3 separate regions of the Mus musculus genome follow, and regions 1 and 3 are each linked to region 2. A link is a contact called in public promoter capture Hi-C data. All regions are on one chromosome and are shown on one strand. The core of a region is the stretch at or near the end of the contact, and the rest is flanking DNA. Distances in the headings are between cores, read along the strand shown. Region 1 holds the start of Slit3 (slit guidance ligand 3). Region 2 holds the start of Pank3 (pantothenate kinase 3). Region 3 has its middle 39 kb from the start of Slit3.

Region 1 (4,337 bases), core at 550-3,049, 650 kb after region 2:
AAGGGGAACTTAGTTTATACATACCTAAAAATACCATTTAAATGAGATTTTTCACAAATAGGGTCTAATACAAAACCTGAATGAAGGTGTGGATGCCTGGATTCCAGCCCCTTTCTCTGGTGGCATATTTGCCCTGTTTTATTGGGCAGGTCGGTTTGCATTTCTGATCCTAATTTCCTGGTGTTAATGAAGACTCAGGGCCAGCCCTCCAGAATTTCTACAGTCTAAACAACAGAACAATCACTGCACTTTGAAAACAACAAACAAAAGAAAACACCCAGAATAAAGAAAGCATTTCTAGGAAGTCTCTGCCTAGACAGCCAAGAAGAAGAAAGGGGGAGGTGTGGGGAGGCGGTAGGGGTGATAACAGTGGTGGGCAGCTAGGACAACCCGGCTCTTTCCTGACCTGAAGTAGGCAGGACTGAAGAAGACCCGTATGCTAACCCTGAGACAGGCTGGGTAGAGAGCAACTGGGCAGTGCAATGGCTGGAATTGTGACTAGGGCAAGCCTTCACCCACTCAGAGGCTCCAGCTCCCTCCACCACCAGGGCTCCATACTCCCTCACCCCGCCCCCAACTGTGGACTAAAAGGAGCCCACCCCCGGAGGCCAAATTTTGAATTTGGTCGTGAGGATCAAAATGATAAATCTTTCCAAAACGCTGACATAAGAAAAGTAAATATTTGGTTGCACAATTGGGGTTAAAACGAGGGTCAATCCACCCCACTCTCCAAGAGCCTCTCCGCTAGCTGCCAACCCCAGGATCCGAGGCTGAGTGCGGTTTGTAAGATTATAGCGCTAGGTCTCATTTAAAGGGCTGTCAGCATTTCCATTCTCCGGCCCGTTTGGGGAGGCATTTATAACCCGGCCATAAAAAATTCACCCGGGCTGCAACTTGGCATCCCCAATGCTGCACTCCAGGCAGGGAGGGTGTTGAGAGCACCCACTCAGAATCCGTCCGGTTTTTCAGAAGTTAAGACCTCTTTCGTACACACTCAACTTTCCTAGCAAGGACAGCCACACAGCAGCTGGCCCATTCTGATCTCCAGGAGGGTCGCAGGTTTTTTTTTTGGGGGGGGGGCGAGGGGGTCCGGGAAGGAGGCTCTCAGGTCTCTGCGATCGAAACTCCCCATCTCCGTCTAGCTTGCTACCTCGCCTCTCCCTCTTTAAGAAGCAAGGGGTAATGGACCCCTCATACCCAACCCCAAACCTTGAGACCACCACGCTCTCTGACACCCCCCCACTCCTCCGCGCTAGCCTTCTGCTAGCTTTATTCTCCCGATCTGTCAGCGGATAAGCCCCCGGTGCCCTCAACCAGGGAGGCACTACGCGGTCCCATCGCGGGGGCAACTCGTACACTTCTCTCCACACCTGCCCAAAGCCACGCCACCCCCAACTTATTGAGCGTGTCTGACAGCAGGGGTAGGGGAGTAGGGATCGTCCCCCATGCACCGGAGAGGAAAGAAGGACCTGCGCCCTGAGGGCGACTCTGTAGGAGCCAGCCGGGTGGGTGGCCTGAGCGGGCGGGCGGGGTGGGTACTCACAGGCGCTCTGCGTTGCGGGGGATGCCCCGAGGAACGGCGCGCAGGCCCAGCCCGTGGCAGTCCACGCTAGCGGCGGAGCAGGTACACTTGGTGGGGCAGGCGGCAGCAGGGGGTCCGCTCAGGATGCTCGCAAGCGCCAAGCCCAGCGCCAGGCGGGCGCGCACAGCGGCGCCGGCCCCGGTCCGGCCGAGGGCCATGGTGCACAAGCGCCCGCACCCAGAGGAGGATGCCTGGCGAGGCGGGACACGAGGAGCCCGAGGAGGCGCGCGGGCGGCCTGGGGGGCGGGCGGCGGAGTTAGCGCGGAGGAGGGGCGGGCGCGGCGCTCAGGCGCACGGGGTGCGGGCGGAGCGGGGCGCGCCGGGCGGCGGCGGCAGCAGCTCCATCCGTGGGGCTGGCGCTGCCCCGCTGCGCATCACTCACGGTGCCCAGGTACCGAGCGCCCTCGGGTCCCTCTGGGTCGCCGGTAGAGGTGAGGGCTCTGTCTGGGTCCTGGACTGAGCGCCAGGGAGCACCGTGCCCCGGGAAGTCCGGCTCAGGGCTGGGCTGCGGAGCACAGAGGCGGCTGGGGCACGGAGTGGTCCGGAGAGCTAGCCGGCGCTCGCTTTCTCCATTCACTGAGCAGGGTAGACACCGGAGACGCGGGGCCCGGCCCCTCCCGCCCCCCTCCCAAAACACCAGCTCCGCCTCCCATTGGCTGCGCTGAGCGTCACGTCGACTAAGTTGGGAACTTTGCTGGAGCAACCAAGAGCCTGTAGGGAGGAGGCAGCAGGGGAGCTAGAGAGACCCAACTGGGAAGGAAAGGGACTTGGCCAGCCCGGGCCGCCAGGAAAGAAACATTGAAATTCATTTATTCTTGGGAGCCAAGAACTGATAAACCTCGTGGCTTCATTTTTTTTTTTTAATTCAGTCACCGAGCTGGATACAGAATACCCACATGGGAGCATCAGAAACTAGGCTTCATGTTTTAGGTGAAAGAGTCAAAGTTGGACTAAGTGAAATGATTATCCGAGACCATACAGCTACTAGGCATTCTGTACCCTGACACATTTATCCGTGGAAACTTTGCCCCTACCCTAATTAGTGTTCACAGCTAAGGCCAACAACTATTTCCTAGAGGACTTACAGATTAGAGAACACTACACAGACACACAGTCACAGTCAGTCAGTCAGTCAGTCAGTCAGTCTGTCTGTCTATCTCTCTGTCTCTCTCTCTCTCTGTAGTAAATGTAAGAACTTGGACCCCGGTATTGACACCATCACTTCATCTGCTTCCTGTCTAGGGGACTAAGGGGCAATCATGTCACCTGCGGACCTTTATTTCCTTATTTCAAGGTGCCACCGTTCTGACAGACTTCCCTTGCACATCAAAGAAAAGAACGTGATTTTATAAAATAGTGCAGTAGCATGCAAGGGACCTATTCCCCATCCCCCTCCTCCCCAGCCTTGCCTTCATTCTGCCAGTGCCTGCTCTAAATTGGCTGGTCTGAGCTTTTCCAGATGCCGGTGGGGAAGGGCCATGTTACAGGCTCCATACATACTTGTAGGAATGATGTTGTTTGTTTGTTTGAAGGGAAGGGGCAGGAACTGGAGGAAATATTGCCCAGACTTCCTTGAGATCCTCTTGTACTGGAAAGGTCTGAAATAGCCTTGGTTTTACACACACACACACACACACACACACACACACACACACACACACTACACCCCCCCACACCCCTATACTCTTAACTATAAAACACATGCACTTTCACACACAAAAAATATGCAGTCACATACAGAGAAGAACATGTATGTTCACATACCACTAACCACTATGCGCCTGAGAACTCTCTTTTCCCTCATATGAATGCTACTCAGATTCTTCTATTTTCCTTAAAGGAAACTTTTAGCTACTTGACTACACACTGTAAATATATAGCTGAGGTGCAAATTTTATTTTATTATAGCTAGCATATTTTCAGAGACTTAGCTCTAAGGACTCAATTGCCCCCCAGCTCCCCCCCCCCACCCCCACACACTTATACCCCAACCCCAGCACACACGTGAGATTCAGTTCTCTGCTGTTATTCTTGGGAACTGTTTCTGCCCAGCTGCTGCCGCCATCGCCCTCTGGTGGCCAGAAAAGAGCTAGGCTCTGCTTCCGATGGTGACTTCAGCATTAAAGAACTCCAAACATGCCTTTGCCTCAGTCCTCCAAAGCTTTCCTACAAACCTTGAACCAATTTAGTACCAGGGCTGAGGCAGATGAGAGAGGACCGGGCAAGGTCCCAAGGGCACAAAAGCATCTCAGACTGTCTGGAACAGCAAAGAGCGGGGTTGTCTTTGTTTGCTGAAATGCATGCATACTAAAAGCATGCTCTGCAGCCCTGCAGCCTGGACCTGGGTGGGTTCTCTGAGCACAGTGGTAAGCCTCTGTGTTTCTATTTAAGCTGCATGGGAGTTTGAGAGCCTACTGGATCTTTAAATGACTTCTCGGGCATTGAAATATGCTACTTCCTCAGAGAAGGCCCCTAAAACAGACCACAGATCATGGGAGTTCTTCAGAATCAGTCATCTTTAAGTACTGGGCAAGTGAAATAGACATGCGTACACAGACGAGCAGGGTGCACAGAGACCTGCATTTCTTGGGCAGAGACACCCTTAGAAATCACCTAATCTGGGTGTTTTACATCCACTGTCTTCTGGCAATGGCTGGGTCTAACATGTGTCTTCTTAGGGGACAGGGTTTCCCCAGCAACGACTAGGGTGTTCTTTACTCTGCCCCTTCTTGGAGATTCGCTGCAGGTTTGCTGA
Region 2 (4,297 bases), core at 1,177-3,676:
AATATGTGGGCCAATTGTGGTGGCACACATCTTTAAACCAAGCACTTGGGAGGCAAAGGGATGCAGGGGGTGGGGGGGAAATCATGTAGGAAAAGGTGAGATGGGCCTTGAGCAACATACAACGTGGACATGTATAAATTTCTTAAAAACTCAGAGAGGCCAAGTTCCTCAAGGGAGAGAAGGGCCTGATTCGCTTACTTCTTTCCTGGAGATGAATTAACACATAATTCAACTTAGATGATAAAAGTGATTGTTTTTTTTTTTGTTTTTTTTTTTTTTGTTTTTTTTTTTGGAGAGAGAACTTTTTATGTAGCCCTAGCTGTCCTGAAACTAGTTCTGTTGACCAGACTGGTCTTGAACTCAAGAGATCTGCCTGCCTCTCATGGGATTAAAGGCACAAGTCACCAAGTCCCATCAACCAAATGTAAATTCTACAACAAGCAGAGAAAGTTCACTGAAGGAAGGTACTGGAGTTGGGATCACAAATGTGAGCCACCATGCTAGCCTAAGGTGCATTAATTTATCCCAGAAAATGTAAACGTGGTCACTGTTTCAGACTTCCTTTTTTTGTTTTTGTTTTTCTGAGACAAGATCTCACCACATAACTCCAACTGGCCTCAGAATTTGGGGAGATTACTCGTCTCTGCTTCCTGAATGTTGGGGTAAAAGCTGTGTACCACCACACCCTGGTTCAGATTTGAAGTAAAAAGTTAGTGTGGTGGCACACGCCTTTAATCCCTGCATTAGACAGGCAGAGGCAGGCAGGTTTCTGAGTTAGAGGCTAGCCTGGTCTACAAAGTGAGTTCCAGGACAGCCAAAGCTGCAGAGAAATCTTGTCTACAAACAAACAAAACGAAACGAAACGAAAGCATCATTAATGCTTTCTATAAGCAGATAATCTAAAAACAAACAAACACTGTCTCTTAAGGACCATGCCCTGTAGGTGGAAGGGAAGCAGCACTGCACTTTGAGCCAGTACAAGGAGGGGACTAAAAGTCACTGAAGCAAAGTTCTCTTTCCTCATCTTTAAGCACTGAGAACTCTCACGTTTTAAGTAAATGTTTCTGGACTGCGTTGGAAGCTGAGTCTGTGAGGTTTATGGGAACAGGCAGGGAAGATGTTCATGCCCCCTTTACAGCTGACCTCTAGGCGCAGTTGTAGATGGCATAAAACACTAAAATCTGTAAAACCTCTATGACAGGAACACAGATCCCCACATGCCCAGTTAGTAGAGAATGAAAGAACAACATTCACAAAGACTGAGCCAATAAACAAGCCAACCGCAGGAATAAGAGGCATTTAAAAGACAGCTTGTGAACCTTGATGTGTCTCTCATAACAGGGTTAGAACCTTTGCATGTATATGCATGTACAACTACAGAAAAAAGCTCGAGGTATTTATCACCATATTAATGTGTTCGAAATAGCTGAAATACGATGTTTAACCTTGGTGTTTATCTGCTCCCTAAAACACAAAACCAGCTGATTTTCTAAACTGCCCAAGCCATTAATTTATCTACAGGCAGAGTACATGCACAAGCGTTGAACAGCTCCAAATGCAAGGCTGACAACTCCCAGGAACCCACCTGGACTTCAAGGACACGCGCAGGAAACCCAGAAACTGGGGAAAATGGGAGGGAGGTGGTGTACCAACCCCTATCTGACAGCCATGACTACCTCTTTTCAAGAGGGGCCTGGTAGCTGTGCTCCCATTTTGGTAAAACCCGAGTCAAGATTCTCCCGTGCACCTCCCAGATCTGCAGGAGCAAGAGAGCAGCGGGCAGGGGGACCGCAGGAGCCTGGCCCTCATGCATGGGGGTGGGGAAGCCCGCCGCCTGCAACCTGGGGCTGCAGCGATCCCTCCCTTCCCTCCCTGGCTGGCGTCCGAGAACAGTCGCGAGCTTAAAGCGGGCCGCTCCGCCAGAGGCTCCAAGGCCCGTCTTCCCAACCCACGGGTCCCCGGTCCCATCTTACAGGGTTTTTTGGCATCCTTGATCTTCATGGCGTCGGCCTAAGGCGCGAGGGGTAGCCTCGGGTGCAGAGCTCAGCGAGGAGAGGTGAATACTCCGGAGCTGGCTGGGCCGCGCGGCGAGGCCCGGCCGGTTCCTCCCCTCAGGCCGGGTGGGGCGGGCCTAGGGCGGGGCGGCGGCGCCTGAGGCCACAGGCGGCCCACGGGGCGGCCCAGCAACCCCGCAAGGGGCGGCCGGGACCGAGCGAGCCGGGGAAGGCCGCGGGCCTCGCCGCTCCGTGGCCCCCCGCAGCCGCTCCGAACAAAAGGCCCCGGTCCCCCGAGCCGCCGCCGCCGCCGCCGCCGCACTGAGAAATAGCCCGCCCAGGCCCAGCGCCCACGTGACTCAGGCCTCCTCGCCTCGCTCTCCGCGGGGCTGCTAGGAGTTGTAGTTCTCCGTAGAGTGAGGCTCCACTCTCCTGCGGCAGATGCTCAGGCGGACTACAAAGCCCAGGATGCCTCTCGACCCCTATTTCTAGCCCCCCTCCGCTTCCGGAGATCGCCTCAGAGTGGTCCCAGCGGGGAAGAGGCGGAGCCTTAGTCACGCCAGCAAGGAGGCCGCCAATGGTAGCAAGCCGTGGGCGGTCCTGGCAATTCCCGGGCTCTGGTCTCGTAGCGGCTGAAAGAAGAGAGGGGTTGTGAACTCTGAGGGCGCTGTGGCTGTCACGCAGTCGCAGATTTTCCTCTTGATGGTTTTTCCCTGTGATGGCTGTGTCAAAATTCAGGGGTCCAGACCACTGAATACGTTTGATGAGATAAGTCATCCGCTAAAGGAACACCTTGAATATTGGGGTTGGAAGGTCACTAAAGATGGTAACATTTGCTACATAATTATTATTTAATGTAATGTAGTCTAGCAGCCTTTTGAGTCACATGCGAGTTTTATTTACTGTGAAGATACGGCAGGAACGAGGCAGTCGAAACACTTGAAAGTTGTAGTATGGTCGTGGTGCAACGCCTTTAATCCCTGAACTCTGTGGAGGCAGAGGCAGGCAGATCTCTGGAAATTCGAGGCCAGCCTGGTCTACAGAGCGAGTTCCAGGACACCCAGAGCTACAGAGAAACCCTGTCTCATAAAACAAAACGTTTGAAAGCACATGCCTTTCAGGTTCCTCACAGGATCTCTCTAGTCTAGCTCCTCATTATAAAGAGGAAAGTGACTTTCAGAGAAAAGAATTAGATGCACCAGTTCTCAGAATAAACCCAGGATACCCTTTTCTCTACGCCTCTTGTGATTTGAGATCATCCATCGGAAAAGGAAGAGATGGTATCAAGGACATGGCCTCTCCTCCACTTTTATGTCTTAGATGGCAAAGAATTCAGTCATTGACAATATGTGGCTTGGTAGGAACCTCCATGTGCTTGCCCCTGGGGAGTTGGCCCTGGAAGATAGCATTCCAAGAAACAATCTAACTGGCGAGCTCTGCTGTCCTGCCTTTGCTGATTGCTATAGTTTGGATTTAGTTGCTCTAAGCCAAAATTCACACTGAGGCTTCATTTCTCAATGAAGTAGTGTGAGAAGGTGGGGCCTTCAGGAAGTGACTGGGTAATGGGGACACCAGTCTTGCGGTTGATCAATGACTTTCTCTAGAGACTGTATTACATCTCATGGGACTAGGTTAGAGCTTATGGGAATGAGTTGGGTCTGGCAGGTCTGGTTTAATTACTGTGTACTGGTGGATATAATGGAAAGTTAGCTTTGGTGTTCTGGCGACTTTCAGATTCACTTGACATTCTTCTTTGGATTTTACCGTGTAATGTTTGTCAGACCACCCCTGCCTCCAAAGGGTAACTAAACACCCTCCTCCCCCATAACATACCAAGTCTCAAGTATTTAGATATAGGCAACACAAGACAGACTGAAACAGTTGATAAAGCAAGGGCAGAGAGAGAGAGAAGCCAGGTGTGTGGTAGTGGCTCATGCCTTTAATCCCAACATAGACAGGCAGATTTCTGAGTTCCAGGCCAGACTGGTCTACAGATCAAGTTCCAGGAAGGCCAGGGCTACACAGAGACACCCTATTGGGGGCTGGAAAGGGGGAGATAAGAAAGGACCAGGGCGATGGTGGCCCATACTTTTAATCCTAGTTCTGGGGAGGCAGGTACAGGCAGATCTCTGTGAGTTCCAGGACAACCAAGATTACACAAAGAAACCCTGTCTTATTTTCTGCCTTTGTTCTTACCCCAAGATTATTTCTTGAAACAAATTTGTGTGGTAACCAGAGCTGATGGGAATACTCCAAATCCAGAAAAGCTATTGCTTACCCTTAGCCCTGGAAATTCCTGGTTT
Region 3 (4,212 bases), core at 178-2,677, 690 kb after region 2:
GAGGCAACAGGAAAGATGTAGTCTTGGAGCAGTTGGCAGCACATCTAGTCAGGAAGCAGACATGGATGGATGTAGGTAGCTGTTCAGTTCTCTGTCTTAGCTTCTGTAATCCAAGCTTCCAGCCAGAGAATGGTGCCACACACAGCAGGTGGGCACTCCCACAACAATTAATGCAACCAGGAGACCATTTCTCAGGTGATTCCAAGTTCTGTCAAGTGGGCAACTACCATCACATCCTGCAGCCCAGGCTGACCATGAACTTGTAGCCATCTTCCCACATGCTGGGATTGCACTGCTGTATGGTGATGTTGAACATTTGATGTAGTCTTTTGCAGCTCTGTTAATTGGGGGGGGGGGGCTTATATGGTTGAGATGCCTGGAGCTTGTTGTCTAGTGATTTATTCTCAATTATCCCTCTGCTCTGCTACAGAGTGGTATGTTGCACAGGTCAAGTGGCCTTTCCTTGCTCCCCTGGGACCCATTTGGACCCTGAACTTGCAGCTCCATAACTCTTATCTTGGACTCCTAACTGCCATTGGGTCCATGCATGCACTGGCCACCCTAGACTTATGGAAATGCCCCCCCCCCCCTATATCATTAGTGTGAGAGAAAAGTATTGCTGAAGATGTAAACAGGGAGGGGAGGAATCACAACCATAGCAACGTTCGTTCATTGGAAGCCCTGAGACGGACTCTCTCTTAAGCTTTTACATTCCACAAATGATGCCTGGATTCAGGACCACTGGAGTTGAAGCTTTTATACGGCACAGAAAACTCACCAGCGATGAAGCCACTATATTCAGTTTGTGACCCAGTGTGAAAGTTTCATTTTGAAAGAATATCACAGACACAGGAGGAGGGTGGTTGTATTAGGGACACTATATGTATGACGCTGCTATAATCTACCTGCTGGTTTCTTTGCTTTCAGACCAGCACTTCTCTAGTGCCTTCACAAATCCCTTCCAAAGTCCTTTACTTAAAATAAAAATCAATGTTTCCATCCTCTGGCTGTTCATCACCTGCAGGGTGACATCCAACTCCTTAGCATTGTCTATGAGAATGTTTACAATCAGCCCCTCCTACCCTATCAATCAGCCTCCTAAGAATTCCTCATTCATTGTTGCTTCCCACAAACCTCCCTTGCTTTAATTAACCCTTCAGTAAACACACGTTTTTTAGTCTCCATGCACACACCATGACACTTCCTGCCATCCCTTAGTTTTTACATAAGAAACATTGGAGAACCACAGGTAAAGGCTTTTGTAACCTCAGGCAAAAAGAGCTTCTCTTACAACTTCATCTTCTCTGTAGATGAAACCCGAAAAAAAGGGCTCGGACAGAAAAAGTGGGGTCCATTCTGAGTCACAACTTCTTCCACTAGAAACTCTCCTCTTAGCTGTGAGTCATCTCAGGATCAGGTGACCGAGTTCTGTAATGAGGCTTCCCTTTGTGTTGGCTAGTGTTTGATAACTTGACACACGCTAAAGGGACTGAGAAGAGGGAATCTCAGTTAAGAAAACGCCTTCGTACTTAGCCTATTATCAAGCCCATGTGGCATTTTCTTAATTAGTGACTGGTGTGGGAGAACCCAGTCCATTGTCCAGTCTCACCCTTAGGCTGGTGGTCCTGATGTATATAAGTAAGCAGGCTGAGAAAAGCCACAGGGGCTTAGCTAACCAGTAAGCATCACTCTTATTGAACAGAAGTATGACCTCTGCTTCAGTTCCAGCCTCCAGGCTCTGCTTCGAGTTCCTCTGACTTTACTGGATGAGGGACTGTAAGCTATAAGCTGAAACACGCCCTTTGCTCATCAAGTTGCTTTTGGTCATGGTATTTTATCCTAGCAACAAGAATCTTAACAATGATATCTTTGGAATGCAAGATATTTGTCAATGCTATTAATTGAAATTTGCTAGGCAAATTCTGCAGTCTCTTCCATATTACATCTCAATTTTTTTTTAAATGGACAGATAACATGCTTGAAATTAGCAAGTAAGTTGAAGAGACATACTTATCCCGTGACTCCAGTGGGCTCTACTATAAGGATACCCACAAGCTTGTTTCCTGGAGTAAGGGCTTCCTTCAGCCATCCACCACTGCTATACATAACACACAAGACACTTGAGTCACCTTGCCTACTCACTGACCTTTGGACTCATTAGGTGGTTTCATATTTAAAGTGCGCTGTTGGTGCTGTTGGCCAATCTAGAATGCCTTCTCCTCTCAACTTGTCTGATAAGATTTCTCAGGCTTGGGGAACTCACTCTGCTCAGCACGTTGTCCCATACTCTTTGAGTTGGGCAATTGTGCTTACCTACAGTAAAGTTCTTATATTATCCACATTGATCACTCAGTGGAATCCATGCTGTCAAAGCCAGGTTCATATCTCAGATCTTTTGTTCCCTCTGGTAAGTAGATAGGACAATCATTTTGGGTACAGATCTATTTTGAGTTACCCTGTAAATATCTGTGGACTAAATGAAGCTGACCTCATGATAAGAAAAATGAAGGCAAAAGAACAGGAGGAGGAGAAGTTAACAAAGAGTGGGCTAACTAATGCGATGTTGACATCACACCTCACAGATCACAGCGTTGTTCACAGTTCTGTGAAGTAGGTTCTGTTATTGATCATATTTTACCTTTAAGATTAGCAAGTTTCTGAGCACTCAAGTAACTTCTTTAGTGGGCCAATCACAGTGGTACACAACTTAATTCCAGTACTCCAGGCAAGAGGCAGATGGATAGATCTCTGTGAGTTAGAGTCCAGCCTGGTCTACATAACAAGTTCCAGACCATACAGCTACATAGCAAGACTCAGTCTCAAACAACAACAAGCTCTCACACAAAAGAACAAAAGTAAAAAGTCTTCTTCAAAGATTGCATTCTATATTGGAACACCATTACTTGATCTTGAGTCTTAAATTCTTCACGAAAAGAGAAAGAGGGTGATCCTGGGACAGTAGCGGGGACAGGGGTGGAGGGTAGTGAAGTAGCCATACTAGGTATGATACTAGGTCAGAAACAGGAATTGTTTCCAGTAAGCACTCTACTGCCAGGTCAGTCAGTGCTTTCTCCCAGAAGGATGGTCTGTCCTGATCAGGTCCAATAGACAAAGGAACCTGACACAGGAGCCAGACCTTAAGGAGTGAGCTGTTAGGGAAGTGATCAGTTTTCCAGAAGACTGAGCTCTGTGAGACTGTGCCCCGGGCTACAGGGGGGCGTTTCTGAGCATCAGGGAAGCTCAGCAGCACAGAGAGGGGCTAGAAGAAAGGGCAACTGCCCGTCTAGAAAGAGCATGGTATTCTATCTTGCCTCTTTCTTCTTGACCTCTGCCTTTTTAGATCACTGGAGTCTTCTCTCTCATGTGACTCTTTCACAGAGAACCCCCTTCTTTTCTTCCACCTAACCCCTTACAAAATCTAAACTCGCACAGACCCTCTCAGGGAGATGCCACACCTGGCTGCAGCTCCTTTATCAGAAAAGAGTGTGGAAAATGATATTTTCCTTCTGCCATAGTAATGTACCCCACATTAGGCAGGCAGGACAGTAGGAACTGATACTTTAAAAGGTGCTGCTTGGTGTAACCTAAGGGTAAGGGTTTATTTCCCAAGAAGCCACTGGATATGCTGATGGCTGAACACTCGGTGGGTCTTTGTCCTTACAGTTTGGTGACTCAGGATCTCCCTGAGTGTGAGACTATGAAATGTGTGCGGGGAATTGGTAATGAGAGCCTGCTGATCAGGGTAGATTTGTCAGATTACAGGAAACCAATTCTGAGGGTCTCCTGCTGAGCTCTCTTAGGCCCTGAGACATTCAGCTGAATTATCTATTAAGAATATTTTTCTAAGTCTTTTGTCCTAATTTAGAGGCTGTAAACTCTTCGCTGTTGCTGGTCCACCACAAATACGAAACAGTCGTTTGCAAGGCAAGCAACTGATGGGCTGGCTCCCTCTGGATGCCTTGCACAGGGACTCTCCCTCTGCTGTTTTCTCCTCTGTCGAATGTATGTCTGATTGTTTTTCTGCTCCAGTGCACACCACACACGTGGTGGTGGTGGGAGTATAAATTTTCCTCCCAGAGATTTGTTTGGATACAGAATTTCTAAAAATATCCAAAGGGGATCGAAGGTACAGGGGGCAAATTAAGTTGTATAAAATCTGATGAGCCCAGCCCTCACTACAGCCCCTGTTTTAAAAACATGGCCTTAGAAACA

The links. Promoter capture Hi-C pulls out the DNA fragments that hold promoters and counts their contacts.
Region 1: a contact with region 2 is called in a promoter capture Hi-C map of 3T3-L1-derived adipocytes, with 4 times the contacts expected there. The contact joins the promoter of Slit3 here to the promoter of Pank3 in region 2. A contact is called at or near these places in 7 of 39 promoter capture datasets (the 3T3-L1 cell line, 3T3-L1-derived adipocytes, the HPC-7 cell line and 4 more), 1 of 484 Hi-C or Micro-C datasets (embryonic stem cells) and 7 of 115 datasets of contacts at active chromatin or transcription factors (the NIH/3T3 cell line, astrocytes, embryonic limb bud and 3 more).
Region 3: a contact with region 2 is called in a promoter capture Hi-C map of trophoblast stem cells, with 4 times the contacts expected there. The contact joins the enhancer-like site here to the promoter of Pank3 in region 2. A contact is called at or near these places in 4 of 39 promoter capture datasets (the 3T3-L1 cell line, hippocampal neurons, second pharyngeal arch cranial neural crest and 1 more), 4 of 115 datasets of contacts at active chromatin or transcription factors (embryonic stem cells, large pre-B cells and trophoblast stem cells) and 1 of 9 other capture datasets (embryonic stem cells).

Annotation. Positions count from the first base shown.
Region 1 is chr11:35,118,918-35,123,254 of GRCm38.p6, reverse strand. It overlaps Slit3 (slit guidance ligand 3), which reads right to left and starts at 1,799. Exons shown (of 36, transcript NM_011412.3): 1 at 1,544-1,799. The coding sequence starts at 1,740.
Region 2 is chr11:35,767,624-35,771,920 of GRCm38.p6, reverse strand. Pank3 (pantothenate kinase 3) reads right to left here and starts at 2,426. Exons shown (of 7, transcript NM_145962.2): 1 at 1,974-2,426. The coding sequence starts at 2,001.
Region 3 is chr11:35,080,441-35,084,652 of GRCm38.p6, reverse strand. No RefSeq gene overlaps it. Among named protein-coding and RNA genes, the nearest start is that of Slit3, 39 kb to the left of the region's middle. Within about 2 kb of position 1,427, at least 17 of the 459 cell types and tissues checked have an H3K27ac peak or open chromatin away from gene starts, as enhancers often do. A contact at or near this core is called in trophoblast stem cells, where this site is marked.